Linked DNA regions of Mus musculus: regions 2 and 3 are each linked to region 1. Evidence: chromatin contacts called from public HiChIP or PLAC-seq data. All regions are on one chromosome and are shown on one strand. Each heading gives the region's core, a stretch centred on a gene start, on an enhancer-like site or on the middle of the called end of the contact. The rest is flanking DNA. Distances are from core to core; before and after follow the strand shown.

Region 1 (4,582 bases), core at 729-3,228:
GATCTCATGGAGCCATTTCCTCAAGGGAGCTCCTTTCTCTGTGGTAACTCCAGCTTGTGTCAAGTTGACACACACAACCAACCAATAGAGGTGATTAGGTATCACAGCTCTGGAAGTAGACTATGCTGAGAGCTTTGCCTAGGACTCTCAGAAAGGCAGAGGTAGTTTCTTTCAAAGCAGCTGAACTGTTTCCTTGGGCCCCGCCTTCCCCTTTAACATCTAAATCTAGTAAAGTTGCTCAGTGAAGTCCTTCAGCTGTAAGGGTTTTGACTTGAGTATGCCACTCATTTAGAAAACTTTTTCCAAACTTTATATACCTTCTCAAACTTTGTGGATCATTACAGGGGAAATTAATTGAGGTTAATCTGGTGTGAGCTGGACTTATAACAAGCATGTTTCAATCATTTCTACTCTATAAACAGTATTTGGATAAGAGATCCCAACATCAAACAAAATTCCATTCAAGTTCATCTTACACCTTAATATTCTGAGACCTAATGATATTTTAGCAAGACATCTGAACACGAGTTTGCCAAGAAACTAATGACTGTTGAGATACATACTGACTACTGAGTCTCTCCCCCCATTCATCCCTAATTCAGGATTGTTGTAGGTAGAGCTATTCACACTGCTTCAAGAACCCTACTGAATTAGATGTCAACATAATGCTATTTTAATGTTTTTATTATACTGATTTCACAATAATTCATTCTAGTGAAAACACAGGAAGACCTTTTCTTTGGTTACATAAGCTTTCTACACAAATGATCTATTCCTCTTCACCTCAAAGCTGGAATTATTTGGGGATTGGTATCATTGCCAAAGGGTAAGCAAGCAAACTATAGTCACTACTAAGGCATAGTTACAACCAGTACTGTTGCTATTAGTGAGTTCTAATCTGATTTGCCAGATGCTGAAAAACAATGAGAAAGTGACAGGAACCCTCCCTGTCTCCTAGGGTGCCATACCACTCTCTCAAATGGGAAATCGTGACATTAGCAAATGCAGAAAAGATGAGAAGAAAATATTGCCATAGTGTGTGTAGATAGCCATGCTTTACTGTAGGAAAGGCCAAGTGTGCACCAGCTAGAGATGAGTGGCTTCAAGAGCAGTCAGGGTAGCTTAGCCCAAGGGCCCAGCAAGCCCTCAGAGCTAACCTATGCAAATAAAAGAGAATTCACACAAGTAGACCTGGACTCCCAAGGGATGAACAACACCAAAGGCCCCAAAAGAACACATAGATTTTTATTTCCAAAACAATTATACATTACAGGAGTTGGTATACGGCACCACCTCCAGAAGGGATATATATGAGCTGTGTGTGTGTGTGTGTGTGTGTGTGTGTGTGTGTGTGTGTGTGTACACGATGAGACAGAAGAGGACAATGGAGAACAAAGAGGCATACCATTAAACCCTTACCTATTTGGTCTAACTATTGGTGAAGAAGCTGGGACCATAGGACAGCGGTTCTCAACCTTCGCATCATAATCCCTTTGGGGGTTTCTATCAGATATTTACATTATGATTCGTAATAGTAGCAAATTTACAGTCATGAAGTTGCAAAGTGATAATTTTGCGGCCGAGGGGAAGGGGTCTGCAACATGAGGAAGTGTATTAAAGGGCCACGGCAGTAGGAAGGCTAGGAAGCACAGCCATAGGAGAAGCCAACCTAGCTGCACAACCATTGAGAAGAGCCCTCTGGTGATGATTAGATTTAAAAAGCTTCCTGCAAAGCAAGCCTCTGCCTCAGAACATCTTCAACCCTGCTGTCCTATTTAGATCATCCATTTCAAGGTATTCACTGGGACATCCATTTCTAATGGTCATTTTATTCCTTCCCCGATTCAGAACCCATAAATAGAAGGTGCTATTATTTTAAAACTCAAAGAAAAATAAATCCAATGATTCACTTCCAGGGTGGTAAAATCTCGTCTCTGTGATTCAGCACACAGAGTTATGATACAAACTAGAACATGATAAGAGCCATATGTGATCCTCCTCAGTTCAAAGCGAGGTGAGGCGGTTTCCAACTGTGCGGATCAAAGGGATGTCCCTGGAGAAAGAGGGATTTGGATCCAATGCTGAAGGAGAGGCAGCACAGAGCTATCCTATCCCAAGTCTCTCTGCAAGGCAGGAGACAAAAAGTGTTCCAGATGAGGAAGTCTGGGAACAAAGGCAGAGGTGCATGGAGTGTAACTTCAGGGCCTTAAAAAAAAAAAGCTGGGTTCCAAGACCTCAGTGCCAGAAAAGTCAGGGCACGAAGAATCTCAGGTCATTGGAACAGGCAAGAAAGATGCCAGAAAATAAGCTAACAGAGAGTGGGTAGTTAACAGAGCCAAGACAGAGCTCTAACAAATAGAAAACCATATGGGTAGAACTGTGTAACTCTCCTTTTTCCTTTCCCAGCATTAAAAGCTGTACGTTTCTGCATAAAACTAGAACTGAAAAAAAAAAAATCAGCATGCCAGATTCCTTCCCCAGCCATGGTTTCTTGGAGAGCTCTGAAGCATTCCTTAGCTCACTATGAAATCACTTTCCTAGCTGGGGGAGGGGTATCCAAGTATTCCATTACAGCTCTCAGACTGAAACCTCTTTGAAGAGGCTTTTCCAAACAGTTTCCATTATTTAGACTAGCAAAAGTCTCTTCTGGTTCACTCTAGTTCAACAGGGCTTTCTTCATCAAAACATCCCATGGCTCCTCTTCTAATGTGCTGGATTAATTAGGCTGGCCCAATCCTATCCATCACTCAATATCTTTCTCAACGTGAGGGTTGGTTCCCCCTGAACGCTTTAGCCTTGTGAAAGAAGAGGCTACTCTGACAACATTGGTCCATAATTTCAGGTGGGTCCGTGCACAAGCCAACCACCAGGGTGCATGGAACACAACAGCACTCCCCAGAAATGCTATTACTGCGACGGGAATCTAGGAACCAGACACAATAGTGAAAGGTCACACCGGCAGTTGAATAAGCTTTCAATTAGCCAGATTCTTTATTTTAGCTGCCAAAGATTTCATTTTAGATTGATACTTCTTAAGAAAAGACAAACAACCATATCTCTCCACCCAATGCAAGCACAGGTACATATTACATTTCAAATTCTCTTCACCTAAGCCATCAAATACCCAAGAAACATCTAGACAGCAAATCTTATTAAGTATAGCTTCTATGTAAAATTACAGAATTCCTCTCATTATTTGGTCTAAAAACTAAATGGACTTGTGCTTTGCCTATGAAGATATAGGAACGTGTTGAAAGGCGGTATATCCATCACTATAGTCTACGTGTCCATGAACATCTTATAAAATGGCTGGGGAATAATTTGGGAATGGGAAGCCAGCAGCAGAGCATCTTTAGTACAAACAAAGACTAGAGATCATTGAAAGCTTTCCAGAGGCGATCATGTATCATAAAAACAAAATATTGGGTAACAAGGAAAGTGGGTAACAAAATCTTGAAAGAGAAGGGGGAGAGGGAAGAAAGAGAGGGAAGGAATGTGGGAGAGAGGGAGAGAAGAAACATCTAGACTGTGAAGTGAGCTCTGGGCATGTCTGTCTGTGATAGGCTAGATAGTGAAGTGAGCTCTGGGCATGTCTGTCTGTGATAGGCTAGACAGTGAAGTGAGCCCCGGGCATGTCTGTCTGTGATAGGCTAGACAGTGAAGTGAGCCCTGGGCATGTCTGTCTGTGATAGGCTAGCCCTGGGCATGTCTGTCTGTGATAAGCTTCCCAGAGAGGATGAGATCATGGCAGCAAAGATCTAACAAATGGACTAAGGATCCATAATCTGCTGGTACTGTTCCAAGACTGTGGAAGGAAGCAGGTCACTGAGGGAGCACACTTTGTGCCTAGATCCCCAACTGCATTCCTTCTCTTCCTCTGCTTCTGGCCACTGTGATGTGGATTGCTCTAAGTTACCATATTGTCCCCATCCCTGTGACAGACACCTCTGAAAAACGGGAACCTAGAGAAACATTTCTCCCCTTATAAAATTGTTTATGGCAGGTATTTTGACACAACAGAGCAAAGGTCTCCTCCCCTCCCCATTCCTTACCCGAGCAGCTTCAAGCCTATGTTTCCACCTTCAGATCACAAGAAGATGAAAACAGCAGCTCCATTCTTTGCTTTTATGTTCACGATCAGTCATTAAACCAATTACTCAAAGGCTACTTAAATAGGCAAGTTAAAACTCAGGTTGAACTAAGGCCTACTAAATGGCTCACTACAGGACATGGGCTGGCTTATCACACCTCCACCTCTGAACAGCATCCATGCTGGACAAAGTTAACAGACTGTCAAAGTTATCCTCTAAGGAGAGCATCGTCAACAGCTGGGTGGTGATGTCACCATGTACCAGACAGGATCAACACCTGAAGGACCAACAACATCTCACCTCCAAGAACTGAACTGATTTCACTTGATCAGTGATGCTAAGCAAGGGCAGACCTGGATTCCACTCACATGACAGAAACTCCTGTAGTGCCATGGTATTCGGGTAACTGACAGCTGCTACATCCTTTAGCCTTATCCAGAGCAAGAGGTCACCATGGTGACAGAGAATATGAAGTCTTCATACCAAGTGTC
Region 2 (4,582 bases), core at 1,550-4,049, 250 kb after region 1:
GAATTATTTAAAATTTCTCTCTAGATTCTTTTTTTTTTTTTTTTGTACTTAAACATGGATAATTCTTTTTTTTCATTTTTTTTTAGATATTTTCTTCATTTACATTTTAAATGCTGTTCTGAAAGTCCCCTATACCCTACCCCTGCCCTGCTCCCCTACCCACCCACTCCCACTTCTTGGCCCTGGCTTTCCCTGTACTGTGGCATATAAGGTTTCTAAGACTAAGAGGCCTCTCTTCCCAATGATGGCCGACTAGGCCATCTTCTGCTACATATGCAGCTAGAGACAAGAGCTCTGGGGGTACTGGTTAGTTCATATTGTTGTTCCACCTATAGGGTTGCAGACCCCTTCAGCTCCTTGGGTACTTTCTCTAGCTCCTCCATTGGGGGCCCTGTGTTCCATCCAATAGATGACTGTGAGCATCCACTTCTGTATTTGCTAGGCACTGGCATAGCCTCACAAGGGACAGCTATATCAGGGTCCTGTCAGCAAAATCTTGCTGGCATATGCAATAGAGCCTGGGTTTGGTGGCTGATTATGGGATGGATCCCTGGGTGGGGCAGTCTCTGGATGGTCCATCCTTTCATCTCAGCTCCAAACTTTGTCTCTGTAACTCCTTCCATGGGTATTTTGTTCCCTATTCTAAGGAGAAATAAAGTATCCAGGCTTTGGCCTTTCTTCTTCTTGATTTTCTTGTGTTTTGCAAATTGTATCTTGGATATTCTAAGTTTCTGGGCTAATATCCACTTATCAGTGAGTGCATATCAAGTGAGTTCTTTTGTGATTGGGTTACCTCACTCAGGATGATATCCTCCAGATGCATCCATTTGCCTAAGAATTTCATGAATTCATTGTTTTTAATAGCTGAGTAGTACTCCATTGTATAAATGTACCACATTTTCTGTATCCATTCCTCTGTTGAGGGACATCTGGGTTCTTTCCAGCTTCTGGCTATTATAAATAAGGCTGCTATGAACATAGTGGAGCATGTGTCCTTCTTACCCGTTGGGACATCTTCTGGATATATGCCCAGGAGAGGTATTGCTGGATCCTCCGGTAGTACTATGTCCAGTTTTCTGAGGAACCACCAGACTGATTTCCAGAGTGGTTCTACAAGCTTGCAATCCCACCAACAATGGAGGAGTGTCCCTCTTTCTCCACATCCTCGCCAGCATCTGCTGTCACCTGAATTTTTGATCTTAGCCATTCTGACTGGTGTGAGGTGGAATCTCAGGGTTGTTTTGATTTGCATTTCCCTGGTGATTAAGGATGCTGATTCTCTCTAGATTCTTGAATGACACTCTGCCTGTTCCAGACTGCATTGTTCATTCTCTGTGGAGGTGCATAGTTTGTTTTACTATCAGTTTCTATTTTTTTTCTACTATGACCTTATAAGACAGAAACATGTTTCAATTATTTGTACTTGGCCATACATTCTAGATCTTGAATGCGATCTGGTTTAGAGAAAGTTCTGTAAACTGCTGGTGGTGTGTGTTCTATGTCTGTTGCATGGCATATTGTATGGATGTATGTTAAGTTCCTTTGATGGTACAGTTCAACTCTGAGGCTTTGCTGATTTTTCATTTGGGTGATCTATATAAATATGAGGGCATGACAGTGTTGATGTCACCCACTAATACTCTATCAGGATCTCTCTGACTGTTTATGTCCATTAGTGTTTGTTTTACGGAATTACATGTCTCAATATTTGGTGCATATATTTAACAATTGTTACATATTCTTGATGAATTGTTCCTTTATTAATATGCAGTAGCTTTCTTCCATTCCACTTGATAGATAGTCTTTCATATACTACTCTCAGTGGGTATTTGCACCTGAGAGATATATTTCCTGAAAAATACCAGGTAGTTAGATCTAGTTTTGTAATCCAATCAGGCAAAGTCTCTTTGTGACCTGAGACCTTTTTGACCTATAAGGTTATTTCTGAGTGATAATTATTGTAGCTTTGTTGGTTGTTTTTGGTAATTGCTTTCTTTTCCCCCCAGTAAGATTAAGGGTTTGCTTATTTATTGTGTAGGACATGAAGGATTCCTTCCAATGTCTCCTTTGTTCATTTGTTACTTTCATGAATGTCTCTCCTCTGCTCCAGTGATTGAGACTGACTGTCTTCCTCTGGCTACAGTGCTGAAGTTGGGATCATGAACTGCTTAGTCTGGGTTTGTCTTAAATGTCCTTACTTCTCCATTAATTGTAGACAATCACTCATCTGGATATGGGCATCTGAGTTGGCAGTTATTTACTCTCAGGGCTTGAAATATATAATTTCGTGTACTCTCAGTTTTCAGGGTCGATGATAAAAGAGCCAATGTCATGTTGATGTGTTTACTTTGGGAGTTGGCTTTCTGGGTTTTTTCTTACAGCTTTTAGCATTGTTTCTTTCTTTGTATTTTTGACATCCTGACTATAATGTGTCATGAAGAGTTTCTTCTACCATAGTATCTATTTAGAGTTTTAAATGCCTCCTGTATTTGGCTAACAGGCTTCCTGGACAGATTCCAGGAAATCGGAAAAGGGGGGTTGGGGGGACAGGCTGTAGCGTGTCCCCAGGCCCTTTGTCACAGACATCTCCTGGCTATCTAAATACTGCACTCAAAAGCCACAGACAGCTGTGATAGAAATGGCAGGGGAGTAGCTGGTAAAACCCTGGTGGGGGTCTAGTGATACCCTTCCTACTGAGGAGTATTAACAAACCATTGCCACTACTACAGAATTAGCTAGCACTATGTTGTTTTGTTTATTTTGTTACCATGACTACAAGGCCACGGTCTACACTTAGGTCACCATAGCAGTTTTGGCTCCATTGTGGTGGTGGCAGGAGTTCATCTCAGGCCTGGAGGAAATGACCCTCTACAGCATTTGTCCTTAAATACCTGACCTCTTAGAGACTTTGCCTGCCTCTCTCAGCTACCCTAACATCCTCACTGTGACCTCAGATAGGCCACCAGCATAACAATACAAACAAGGGGACTGGAGAGATGGGTGAGTAATGAAGAATGCTCACTTGCTGTTCTTGCAGAAGATTAAGATCAGTTGCCAGCATCTATGCTGGGTAACTCATAAGTGCCTGTAACTCCAGTTACCTGAATGAAGAAGAGAAAGGGGAAGGACATGACTGCTTCTAGGTGTGGTGGGGGAGAAAGTTTATTGTAGATGAAAGGGAGAGCATCAACAGAGGCAGGGGCAGCTGGGAGAGTCCAGAGTGAACGTGACCATGAGCTCTGCCATGTAAGGGAAGGGGAAAGGGAGCAGAGAGAGTTAGGAGAGTAAAGGGCAGACAAAAGGCCAGGTACCAAAATGGCTGGATTCTATAGGATTATAAGGGGCTAGGGAAGGACACTCCAGCACCTTGGTTGGAGATTTCAGGGTAGAGGACCCAGTATGGCAGCCATACCGTGTAACAGGTAGAGACTGAGGGATGCTAAGAGAACCTGGTGGCCAGGTCTGCTTTGATATGCTAACTAGGCACTTCTGTTAGCCATTAGTCCCAGGTTTGAGACCTAACAATACCCTCTCTGGAATCTGCACACATAAATACACACATATAAGTAAAAGTAATATAAATCTTTAAAATAATACAAAGGAAAGCAATAAAAAGGTAAGCATTATAGAAATTTAATGTCTTTTTTTTGTTTATTATCATCTCCAAGTTTGTCCTCCAAACCTTCATATGTCCTTTCTTCCACTAACACCTGCCCTGGAATTAGGAACTGTTCCTAGAAAACCCTATTTTCTAGTAGTTGAACCCATCAGACCCAATTATCCTATTAATATGCCATCATTCTCTTTTGTATGTGGATTTTAAAAAGAACTCTCTCTGGATCTATCTGATCATAGAAGCATCGCGGTGAACTAAAGAGGAAGCATGGCTTTTGTTCAGAGCGGAGAGGGTTCATTAATAGTTTACTTGTGACAAGGAGGAACTGGGAGAAAAGTGTCTTTTTTTCTTTTATTTTAAGATAAGGTCTCACTATGCATCCCATACTGGCCTGGAGCTCACTGTGTGAGCTGGCCAGGCTGCCCTTGTATTAACAGAGATTTTCCTGCCAGTGCCTCCCATGTGCTGGAATTAAAGGCGTGAACCATCTTGCGCAGCAAGCATCATCTTTGTTTAAAACAAGCAAACAAAACAACAAAAAGCACACGAGGTTGATTATGGGGAGATGCTAGTATACTGTGCATCCCAAGAAGAGCTTCCTGCTAAATAGGTTTATATTTTACTTATTTTTCAATATCTGGTTTACTGTTTAATTCCTGCTAGTTATTTAGCTAGAAGCTATTTATTTGTTAAAGAAAAATAAAGTTAATTTTGTTATTCTCAGTGCTAACAGAAATTGATGCTAAAACTGACAAAGAAAATATGGCATACCAACTACTGGTCACATACGTCTTGTTTCCCAGCTCTGGAATGTTTTATAGTTTAATGTAATTGATGGCTTATTTCGGCCACAATAGAAACACCAAATTGATTCTTTCTGTAAGAAAAACTGAGAGCAGTCTCTGATATTTAGGTTATTGTTCATTGTAACTCAGAATAGCCAGTTGACAGACCTAGAACCTGAAA
Region 3 (4,582 bases), core at 1,107-3,606, 170 kb after region 1:
AGGGGCATTATTTTCCTAAAGATTAATTCATACCATGTGTTATTAATCAGCAGAGTAACTGAAAGCTCATGCAAAAAATGCTCTCCCAGTTGAGTAGAACTTAATTGCATTATTGTTATTAGCATGGCTGCGGCAACCTCCTTGTGCCACTGGCTGCCCAACCCCCCTCTCTCTCTCTCTCTCTCTCTCTCTCTCTCTCTCTCTCTCTCTCACACACACACACACACACACACACACACACACACACACAGACAGGCCGACAGACAGACAGATAACACCACACCACACGATGAAGGGTAAAAACAGAAAACCCAGAGCCAGAAAGTTGCAGCTATGTCTGTCAGGAACAGGTTTTTTTTGGTGTGTTTTGTTTGTTTGTCTGTTGTTTTGTTTTTGTTTTCAAGAAACACCGTTTGTCTCTGGAAAGACGGGTCAAGTGTGCACCAGACTGCCTTGAGAAGTAATTAAGCTTGGGCTGTTTCATTTCACAGCGTCCCATCTTGCATAACGTGGGAGCAGCTGTGGGAGATCACAGGCCATGCAAAGCAAAATAGGCAGCCACATCTTTTCCCCCCATGTTCACAGCAACTTCCAGGGGGCCTAAAAGGGCTGCAAAGAGCTGCAGCCTCCGTGCTCCCTGATCACACAGAGCCGACCTGCCATCCAGACAGAGCACGGTCCCAGTACCAAAGCAACCTCCTTTCAAGGGATGAAGAAAGGCAGCTTCAATGTCCCACTCAACATTCAAATCTCAGAAAACCAACTTTTGATCCAGGGCTTGAGACCTCTCCCAAAGTTCTTAAGTTACATGCCAAAATTCTCTCAGGTAGACACAGGAGTTGGCAGCTCCATCACAAGTTCCTCTGGCTCTGGCTGCCTTGTCTTGCATGGATTTAGAAAAAGGGGGAAGCAGAGTGTCAAGTCTCAGACCAGGAGTCCGCCCACCCCACCCCCCAGCCTCATTTCCTTCCCATCATCCCCTTAAGAGAAGGTGGAATCTTAAAACTTGAGAAACCAGGAACCAACTGCACTTGGGACGCTCTCTGGGGCAAGGGAAAAGGCGTCACACCCTTTTGAGCTCACAGCAAGGCAGACTCCGGGTGGGAAGAGCCCAGAAACTTAGTCCCAAAAGGAAACGGAGAGAGAGGATTCCAGTCTTTGATTGAGAAGCTGGAACGGGAAGGCTGAGTGATGCGGAATGCGGGAGGGAGCCATGGACTCGACTGAAGGAACTGGGGTCGTCCGTGAAGTCAGGACGGCTCTTAACACGTCCCAGCCAAACTGCACATTTTTGTGGTTTAAGATTTAAGACCAAAGGGAACACACTGAGGTTCTCCCCTGCCCGGGGCGCTTCTCCCCCACCCCCCGCCTTCCCCACCCGCGTCTGGGTTTCAGATGCCTCCCCCTCGCGGAGGGACCACGGCGCCACTCAGCTGCCGGCCTCCTCTTTCTCTTTCTGGGGAGCTGTCCATCTGCCCAGCCGCGAGGTCCACCCTCCAAGTTCGGCCGACCGAGTGCGGGCGCGGCGCCTGCGGCCAGCCACCTGCGCGCGTCTGCAGCAGACCCCGCAAGGCCCAGAGCTGCGCGTCCGGGGGATGCTACGCAGAGGGTCGGGGTCTGCCGGTTGCTTTTCATTCTTTAAACAAAAAGCTTTAGCGGCCCGTCCCTCACTCCTCCCCGGCCAGCCACCTTCCCTTCACACCCACTCTGCACCTCCCGGCACACGCGCTGCGAGGTGCTGCTCCCGCCAGACAATGGGTTCGTGGCCGCCGGGGTAGCCCGGCCCGAGCTCCTCTCCCCATCCGAGGACCCCTGGAGAGCGCAAGGACGGAGGCTGAGAGAAGCGAGGCTGGGAGCCCACAATGGGGAAGGTGTGAGCCTCGCCCTTGGGACCGGAGGAGCCGGGTCATCTGCGCCGCCTGCCCCACGGGGGCCCCGCGCCCGGCCGCAGCGGACTCACTCACCAGCACGATGGCAAAGCGCTCCTCCAGTTCACCTGGCTCGGGCATCGGCAGCTTCAATGGCACGTTGTGCGCCTTGAAATCGGTCTGCTGCGAGTCCATGCTCCCCGCGTTGCCCATGTCGGCTGCGTGCCGGAGCCCCGGCTGGCTCCGGGCCCCTTGCGTCCGCGTCCAAAATGCCCACAGCCCCGGGCGCTTGGCTCCCGCCCTCCGCCGCGTCCCGGTTAGTGCTCAGCGCACGCCGCTTCCTAGCAGAGCTCCGAACCCAGCCGGTCCCCGGCCGTCCTCATGCTCCCCGCCGCCCCGGCGCCGCCCCGGCCTCTCTGCCTCGCGAGGGGTCTGCAGGGCGCTGGGCGCCGATCCGCATGGTGCTCCCGCCGCCCCCGCCGGCACCCGCGGCCGCTTGCGCGCTCCTGCTCGTCCGCCTCTCGCCCCGGCCGCAGCGGCGCTGACACCTCAGCCCCGGCCCCACAGCGAGCGGACGTTCGCGCACGGCTGGCCGACACAATGCCCCCTCTCGGCCCCCGCCCCCGGCCCGGCTCCGCCCACCCGCCCCGCGGACTGCCGGGACGCGTAGTTTCGGCCCAAACCGGCCACGCGCAGAAACCGCGCGCGCTCCTGGAGGGCCGCGCTGTAGTTGGGGTGCTTGCAGCAAAAACAAGCTGGACGCCGTGAAAGGTGGCTTTAGTCACTTTTATCTCGACCTCCCTCACTCCGACAGTTTGAAGACCTGCCTCGCCTACGTAAAATCTGACACTTCAGCACGTTTGAAGAATGAGTGAATGACTCCAGTCAATCATGAAACGCGTGATTTAAGTTTCAGAAGAGTATAACCCTGTGAGAGAATCTAGTTGAATAGGAGACCCCCACCCCGGGTATTGGCAATGCCCAACTTCACGAACTACAGGTGGAGACGTGGTACGGGTTCTTCGGCATCTATGTTGCATGGTCTTTGATCTAACTGGATGTTTTATAAGCAAATGTGGGGTTTATAGTATGTGTGAGTTTTTACAAGAATTCAATCCACAATAGACAATTCAAAGAAAATAACTGTCAAAGACCTATGACGGGAGTTACGATTTCATAGGCTGAGACACTCAGCCCTGCAATGCTTTCAAATCTAGTAAGGAAGACAGTTTACACAAATAACTATTTTGCATGAGGGTGGTCGTTGACTGCACCCATCCTGCTTCCAAAGCAGATTTGCCCCAAGTGTTTCACAGAGAATATTAGGCTCAACTCTGTCCCTCTGAACTTAACTAGATGTTATGAGGGCTTGGAAATGCACTGTTATACGTGACTTTAGCCAGCTGCCCTTGCTGTAGATTTCAAGCCCATGTAGAACTTTTGATTAAAGCTACTCATACCATGAGTTCTGCCTGGCACCAGAATTTCCCTGAGCTGAGAGATGGAGCCCAAGAAGCTGTGGTACTCTTTGCAGCTTAGGCTATCGTCTTATTTTGTTTTGTTTATTTTATTTCAGAGGCATTAATTAGTGTTCTTCCTGCATGTGTATCTATATGAGGGCATCAGGATTCCCTAGAACTCGAGCTACAGACAGACGTGATCTGCCTGGGGGTTGGGAATTGAACCCAGGTCCTTTAGAAGAGCAGCCAGTACTCATCTCTCCAACCCTGGGCTATCTTCTTAAGAAAGCAAGTAAATTGCATCCTACCCGGATATATCAAGAGCCCCAACTTTTCCTTAGTAGCTATGAATGCCTGGTCTCATGGCCCTTGCTTAACTTTTCGTGCCCTAATTTCATCATCTAAGAAAGTCATAATGGCATTGACGCCTTTCTTACAGGGTTGGATGAGATTTCAATAGATCTGTACTGTTCAGATAAAGAACTTGGAGTAACAGTCAGTGTGGCTCTGTATCACTGTCATCACCATAATCCTCGACATTTTATTGACCTCAGTACTTTCCATCCATGCCTTCCTACTTATGATGGTTGATACTATGTTTATTTTAATTAAGTAGACTGGACTAAATGATGCCCAGAAAACTGATAAAAAGAAAGAAATAATATTTTGGAGCGTGTGTATTTAATCCAATAGTCTTAGTAAACAAATTCAACTTCATCAGTGCAGAGGGCAGCACCCTTTCTGCTGAGGCCATGAATAGAAGAGAAAGATGGGGGAAGGGTAAGTTTGTTCTCTGCTCTGCTGGGGACATCACCTTTTACTGCTTTCAGGAATTGGTGCTCCTCTTTCTGGATCTTTGAACCTGGACCAAGACTTACATCATTGGCTCCTAGGGCTTTTAATTTTAACTGGAACCCATCACCAGCTTCCCTGGCCTCTAACTTGAGGAGGCAAACCATGTGACTTCTCAGCCTTCAAAGCTCACACGAGGCTATCCTCCAGAACTAATCTCCTTCCGTAGAGATAAAGAGATAGAGAAAGATAAGAGATGGAAAACACCTCAAAGGTAAGTAACTACCATGACTTTTGACACACTAACATATGGAGGAAATCTTCATAAATATATTTAGTATGTCCTGTTAAATAAACTACTTCTTGTTGGAGTGATGTTTTTGTGCATTGTATAAATATTATCCTCGTATTATTCAAATGCTGGTTTCTGTGCCTGCAGAGATCTGACTACAGGCGGGACTT

The links. HiChIP or PLAC-seq counts read pairs in DNA pulled down with a chosen protein or histone mark.
Region 2: a contact with region 1 is called in an H3K27ac HiChIP or PLAC-seq map of heart atrium, with 4 times the contacts expected there. The contact joins two enhancer-like sites. A contact is called at or near these places in 4 of 484 Hi-C or Micro-C datasets (bone marrow-derived macrophages, embryonic stem cells and nephron progenitors) and 4 of 115 datasets of contacts at active chromatin or transcription factors (embryonic stem cells, epiblast stem cells and heart atrium).
Region 3: an H3K4me3 HiChIP or PLAC-seq map of craniofacial prominence shows a contact between it and region 1, with 5 times the contacts expected there. The contact joins the promoter of Fmnl2 here to the enhancer-like site in region 1. A contact is called at or near these places in 4 of 39 promoter capture datasets (hippocampal neurons, liver, maxillary cranial neural crest and 1 more), 5 of 484 Hi-C or Micro-C datasets (the Patski cell line, bone marrow-derived macrophages, embryonic fibroblasts and 2 more), 14 of 115 datasets of contacts at active chromatin or transcription factors (cardiomyocytes, a colorectal cancer cell line, craniofacial prominence and 11 more) and 4 of 9 other capture datasets (adipose tissue, embryonic stem cells, liver and 1 more).

The regions. Positions count from the first base shown.
Region 1 is chr2:53,028,132-53,032,713 of GRCm38.p6, reverse strand. The region is part of intron 2 of Fmnl2 (formin-like 2); the gene reads right to left. Among named protein-coding and RNA genes, the nearest start is that of Gm52511, 22 kb to the right of the region's middle. Within about 2 kb of position 1,978, at least 95 of the 459 cell types and tissues checked have an H3K27ac peak or open chromatin away from gene starts, as enhancers often do. A contact at or near this core is called in adipose tissue, craniofacial prominence, embryonic fibroblasts and 7 more, where this site is marked.
Region 2 is chr2:52,783,513-52,788,094 of GRCm38.p6, reverse strand. No RefSeq gene overlaps it. Among named protein-coding and RNA genes, the nearest start is that of Stam2, 44 kb to the right of the region's middle. Within about 2 kb of position 2,799, at least 24 of the 459 cell types and tissues checked have an H3K27ac peak or open chromatin away from gene starts, as enhancers often do. A contact at or near this core is called in heart atrium, where this site is marked.
Region 3 is chr2:52,855,642-52,860,223 of GRCm38.p6, reverse strand. It overlaps Fmnl2 (formin-like 2), which reads right to left and starts at 2,356. Exons shown (of 27, transcript NM_172409.2): 1 at 1,965-2,356. The coding sequence starts at 2,081.